Linked DNA regions of Hordeum vulgare: region 1 is linked to region 2. The links are chromatin contacts, called in public Hi-C maps. All regions are on one chromosome and are shown on one strand. The core of a region is the stretch at or near the end of the contact, and the rest is flanking DNA. Distances in the headings are between cores, read along the strand shown. Region 1 holds the start of LOC123409220. Region 2 holds the start of LOC123411583 (putative glycerol-3-phosphate transporter 1).

Region 1 (2,918 bases), core at 34-2,533, 870 kb before region 2:
AAAGTTGCATACACGTCACATAAATATTTGTTACAACCGGCTTTGACTTTTGCTACCACATATCATCAGCTTCGTTTTTTTGCTACAATTACGTAGATATTTTTTTCTATAAATTTTATTTTTTGTTGCAATCGTTGAAAAAATTGTTGCATCACATCAAAATTTTGCTGCATAGGGAAAAAATGTTGCATGCGGATTCAACGGTGCGGACGCGCGCGGGTTGATGGATCGTACGGCCCGCGCGCGGAAAAGTTTAGGCCGACGCAGATCACTCCCCTTAAATATATAAGATGTTATAAAATCATGTTTTTTAATGCAGTGTCCTAGTTTATTAGAAAACCGCAACAAGGAAAAATAACGACCACGGGCTGAATAAAATTGGAGCGCTAGGGTATCAAACCATGACCTCCTAAATTGAATCCAGAGTGCTAACGAGTTGGACTGGCTACTGGTGTGTGCACGAACAGGGGCTCGTTGTCAAGTCAACCGAGGCAGAAATTGATTCCGGGGTGAGGGTAAAATGCGTGAAAACAAATGCTTTCTCCTGGGGACTTGTACACACGATCTCCCGGTTCTATTAGAGAAGTGCTATCCAACTAGGCTACGCATATTCAGTGATATTGGTGCAGGGGAGAACTACAAATACTAAGGAGGAGGCCGGTCTTCTTCTCCACGAACATGCATGGCAAAACAGAAGCAGACATGGCGGATCTGGCAGCTTCCATACCTGTGGCTCCGTTGGCCGGAACTGGCGCGGCTTGCGGTTGGCGTATAGGGGAGATGGCGGGGGTGCGGGATGCAGGCATCCCCTTCCTCTGCCCGATGCATAGGATGGACTGGCATGGTCAACTCGAACTCACGCGGGTCAACCGCAGCGAGGCTGGACGGGAACGGCGGCGCGATGGGACACCGTAGAGCGTCCGGGATGAGGGGAAAACGGCGGATTCGGTCATGGAAGCTCCGTTCCCCGCGGTGGTGCGGCGAGACCCGGCGACGTAGACCTTGGAGCTCGGCTCCGACGGCCATGGAGGATCCTGTGGGAAAGAGAGAGGACACGGGGTGAGAGGGAGAAATGGAGGGAGAGAGGAAGAGGCGGGGCGCCGGTCTGGCTCCAGCGAGCGGCCGACGGGGCTCGCAACGGCACGGGAGGCTGCGGCTCCGGGATCTGGCTATGGTTGCCCGGACATGTCCGGTTGGTGGTGGAGGTGTTCACACGTGGGATTGAGGCTAGCAGGTGGGACTGAGACTAGCAGGTGGAATTAAGAGAGGTGGCTGTAATTTTGGCTAGGGGGAAACTCTAGCGGAGTGACGGAGCTCTCTTCACAAGGTAGAATTATATAGGGAATGAACTATGATGGGTTGAACCTCGTCCGTTCGATCCCGATCCAACGACCACGAACGGAGGGAGGGGCTAGTTGGGTCTAGTGGGCTGTGTGGGTGGACTATGTGGGGATGAGAGGGAAGGAAGCAGCCCGTGACAAGATTTTTATACACTGAAATGTTCAGGAATTTAACTCACTATAGTGCCACTATATATTTAGTGCTTCAGATATCAAACAATCTTCGATTACGATGAAGTTTGGCACGCGATCTACCAACATCAAAATAAGACAGCACGCCAAGTTTCAACCCAATCCGAGGAAGTTTTATACACACTTTTAAAACAATATTTAAATGATATCGCGGGCGTGTGCATGTGAGGTTGGTCTCAAAACGGTCAATAACAATAATGAAGAGAACCGGCAACTAATAAAGGATGCAAGTTTTGAAAAAAATGACGACAAAGGAGTGCCGATGCAATGCGAATGCTGCGAATGGTGCGATGATAAATGAGATAAAAAATCACACGACGACAACGGAATAAAAGAAGAATCTTCTAGCGCATCATATCCGGGTTATTACACCAGTGCCCATATAGCATGTGGTTGTATTGCTTAGACAATCTTCAAATCCAAGACTTATTAGTCCTCATGCGGCATGGACGACTGATTGCCCCTTCAGCTTATGAAGGGCAGCCAATCGCTCCTTCTTCCTTGATTTAGTCGTTGCCCGCACCAGTATTCAGATGGTAAGTTTCACCCAGGGTAGAAGAGAATAGAGAACGTCAACAAGGCCAACCGGCCTAGCTCAGCGGTAAGTTCCAATTGTCAATGACTATGAGATCATTCAACAGTGCACCTATAAGGTATAAGCATGGCTAAGAATTTCTACTCCACCGGATTACTATATACTTCTACTCAGGTGTCAATGAATAGGCGACAAGAAGATCAAGGTATGTGTTAATCGACATGCTAACTACGAGAGTAAAAAACATTCATACCGTAACCATAAAACAAGATGCAATATTCTTAAAACATAGGATAAGTATGATCAAAGAAGAAGGCATGCCTTCATTGTTGAGTCCTTCTTCGGTAACCTGTTTATGTACATGTCCAAGGGCGTCACTCCCTACTCGTCGAAACGATAGCAAAAGACAAACAAATAAATACCAAAAACACAAATTCGAAATAACTTCCAAAACAACAATAGTCGCGTATGGATAGGAAGATATTGATCAAGAAGGAGATTCTAAATGAGGTAGAATGATAGGAAGGTAAGATATATGATTCAACGAGGTGACACGGTTTGGTTGACACGACTAAGAAAGGCTTGGTGATAAAGACTAACATTGTGATATGAATTATGCTACTAACACTATTAGTAACCACCACACATCTCAACAAGCATATAGGAAACTACCATATGAAAAACACAATGGCATCAACGCACACAAAATGGAACCGTCGTATGCACTAACTACACAATCACAACATGACATGATAAAGGTAAACGTTAACCACAAATAAATATTTAGATATATTTGTATGATGGTTAAAAGGAACCAAACATTTACATCACTGATATAATTTCAAAAGCAA
Region 2 (2,700 bases), core at 163-2,662:
TCGCCGCGCCCACGGAGCAGCGCCGTCGTCCTCGACTTGTCGCGTCACCGCAGCAGCGCCGCCGTCCTCGACTTGTCGCGACACCACAGCAGAGCCGCCGGCAGCAGCGCCGCCAGCGAGTGGCACTTACCTTCCCCATCATGTTGCGTTGTAGCACCACCGACGGTGAGTTACGCTGCCCCCGCTTGCGGGAATGGTGGTGTTGCATCCGCCGGTTTGCAACACCACAGTGGTGGCGCGCAAGCAACGAATGATGCCCCGATATGCAGCGCCCCATCGCCCCCATTCTTCTCCACGTATGCATCAGCATCCTCTATTGTGCGTGGTGGTCGGAGGGGTCACAATTTTGACATGGCGGGCGTAGAGAAAGGTTGTGTGCCCTGAGCACAAGAGGTGGAGGTAGCGGATGAACTCGTAAAAATAAATGAGTGGACGACGTCTCTATGCGGGGATAAGGCTAAGAGCAAGTCTAGTAGAACCCTCAAATCCTTAAAAATAACCGCTTTTTTTTACAGTTTTCGTCGACAAAACGACGTAGACTAGAACCCTTAAACTCTTAAACCCGTAAAAAAAATTAAAGGTCCAACCCGCAAACCCTTTCCCAACCTGTAGAAGTGACGGTTGGGAGGGAAAACTGCCCCCAACCCGCACTCCACTTCCCACCTCGCGCGGGAGGCAGTTGGTTCCCCGCGCGCGCGAGGAAGTTGCCTCGGCCGCCGCCGCCCCGCGCTCCCTTCGCGCCCCGGCCGTTGCGTCCCCGCGTCCGCCCCGCCCGCCCCGGCCGCCGTCGCGTCCCCGCGCCCGCCCCGCCCCGCCCCCGCACCCGCCCCGGCCGCCGCGCCCGCCCCCGCGCCCGCCCCGGCCGCCGCGCCCGCCTCGGCCGCCGTCGCCATGGCCTCCATCTCCGCCGCCGCCAAGGCCACCTCCGCCGCCTTCGCCCACAAGGTCCCCTCCCCTTCCCTCTCCCTGCCGCAGAAGGAGCTCGCCGCGGCGGCGCCGCAGCAGTAACAGTGCGCGAGCGCCAGCAGACGACGCGCGCGGTCCTGGCTGTATTCCAATTTTTGCATTAGGTGAAATATCCGAATATTCCGTTATAAGGGTTGGGTTTGAGGGTTCTAGTCTTTGCTCCTGTTTTTCAACCCTTAAAAGTGTCAAAAATGGGCAATTCTCAACCCTTAAAACTGATTTTAGATTTAAGGGTTTGAGAGTTCTACTAGAGATGCTCTAAGAGGCAAAAACAATACGCATAGAGCCGCGTGCCGCATATTGAAGACGGCTTACATCGTATTAAAATCAGTCAGACAATTTTAATACTTTTTCATAAAGCGAAAGGGCATAATGGTCCAATGGCATCGCCGTAAATACCTCCGCAAACTTGGCTTGCCATCTGAATAAATGCAAGCCAGGCTCGCTCGAACTCCTCAAGCCACCCAAACTCTCGAGAAAAAACTGACGCCAAGAGAGGAAAGAAACGCCCTCCTTCCTTCCTTCCTTCCTTCCCCAGCCATCTCCTCCTATCCTGCATGCGCGTGCGCATTTTCACACTAAACCCCCAATCCAACCGGCCGCGGCTCGTCGCAGATCGGCACAGCAGTCGACCGCCGCCGCGGAGGTGTGTTCTTGTCCCGAATCCCTGTTTCTTGATCTCCCTCCTCCTTCTCCCTTACTGATTCTGCAGGCCAATCCGTAAGCTTCTGTTTTCTTTGCTTCTTTGGATTGTCGGGCTCTTGGTTTGGCGGCGAGGGGTGGTGGGTTTTGGCGAGGTTTGGGTTAAGGAGTTGGGAAGGCTTTTTAGTCTCTTCAGGTTTCATGGGGGAGAGAGAGACGATAATCTCTCCCGTTATTTCCTGAATTTTGTGTATTAGGTGCTTGTTCCGCTGATCATACTGCTCGGTAGCCGAGCATTTGAACAGTAGTTTTTTTTTCGAATATTCAATAGTTCAGTTCCTTGATGGAGACCCTGAATTTTTATCCAAGGATACTCAGGTCAGATCAGCCTCCTACATCCGCTTGGGAATCTTTTTACCTGCCCCGGTTAATTGTATTAGTATATACGTACTGATACTTTAGGGTCACGTCTAACTCGGTTGATTGCTAAGGGATGCATTTGCACCCAATAATAGGGGTGAATTCTGATTTTTGGTGTTGGAGATAAAAATAGTGTATCGTCAGTCTTTTGTACCATGTGCCAGTGGCGTACGTAGGGAGAATTTTAAGAGACATTTTTTACTATGTAAAAATTAGCTGATTTTCAGGGACTATCCAAACCAATTGAAATAGATCTCACATTTTAAGGTATGCACACCCATCATTTCATTTCTGGGTCCGCCACTGCCATGTGCTCTCCATGATCTAGGTCACAGATGGCGTCATCATATTGTGCGGAACAAGAGCAAGAAAGGTTTCTGCTTTCGGTGATCTAGCGGATGACTTGCACTTGCGATGATTGAACTGGGCTAGCCAACATATTGATCAATTTGTTTCCCAAATTGCTTTGGACCATTAGATGCGGCAATTTTTCCCATGTTTGCGTATTAACCAAATTGCACAAACCTTTGTTGCAAATAACGGAGTTTAAGTTTTTATAAAAATGTGTTGAATTATTGGATGCATCAGTTTTCCCCATATTTTTTAACCAAAATTCCACAAAGATGCGTTTGGATCATTGATTTCAACTTTTTTAAAGCACGATTGCTTATG

Evidence for each region. A called contact is a pair of places that touch in the nucleus more often than the background predicts.
Region 1: a Hi-C map of seedling shows a contact between it and region 2, with 3 times the contacts expected there. The contact joins the promoter of LOC123409220 here to the promoter of LOC123411583 in region 2. A contact is called at or near these places in 1 of 6 Hi-C or Micro-C datasets (seedling) and 1 of 1 datasets of contacts at active chromatin or transcription factors (embryo).

The regions. Positions count from the first base shown.
Region 1 is chr7H:379,560,536-379,563,453 of MorexV3_pseudomolecules_assembly, reverse strand. It overlaps LOC123409220, which reads right to left and starts at 1,283. Exons shown (of 2, transcript XM_045102182.1): 1 at 728-1,283. The coding sequence starts at 1,026.
Region 2 is chr7H:378,694,714-378,697,413 of MorexV3_pseudomolecules_assembly, reverse strand. LOC123411583 (putative glycerol-3-phosphate transporter 1) reads left to right here and starts at 1,412. Exons shown (of 3, transcript XM_045104551.1): 1 at 1,412-1,612.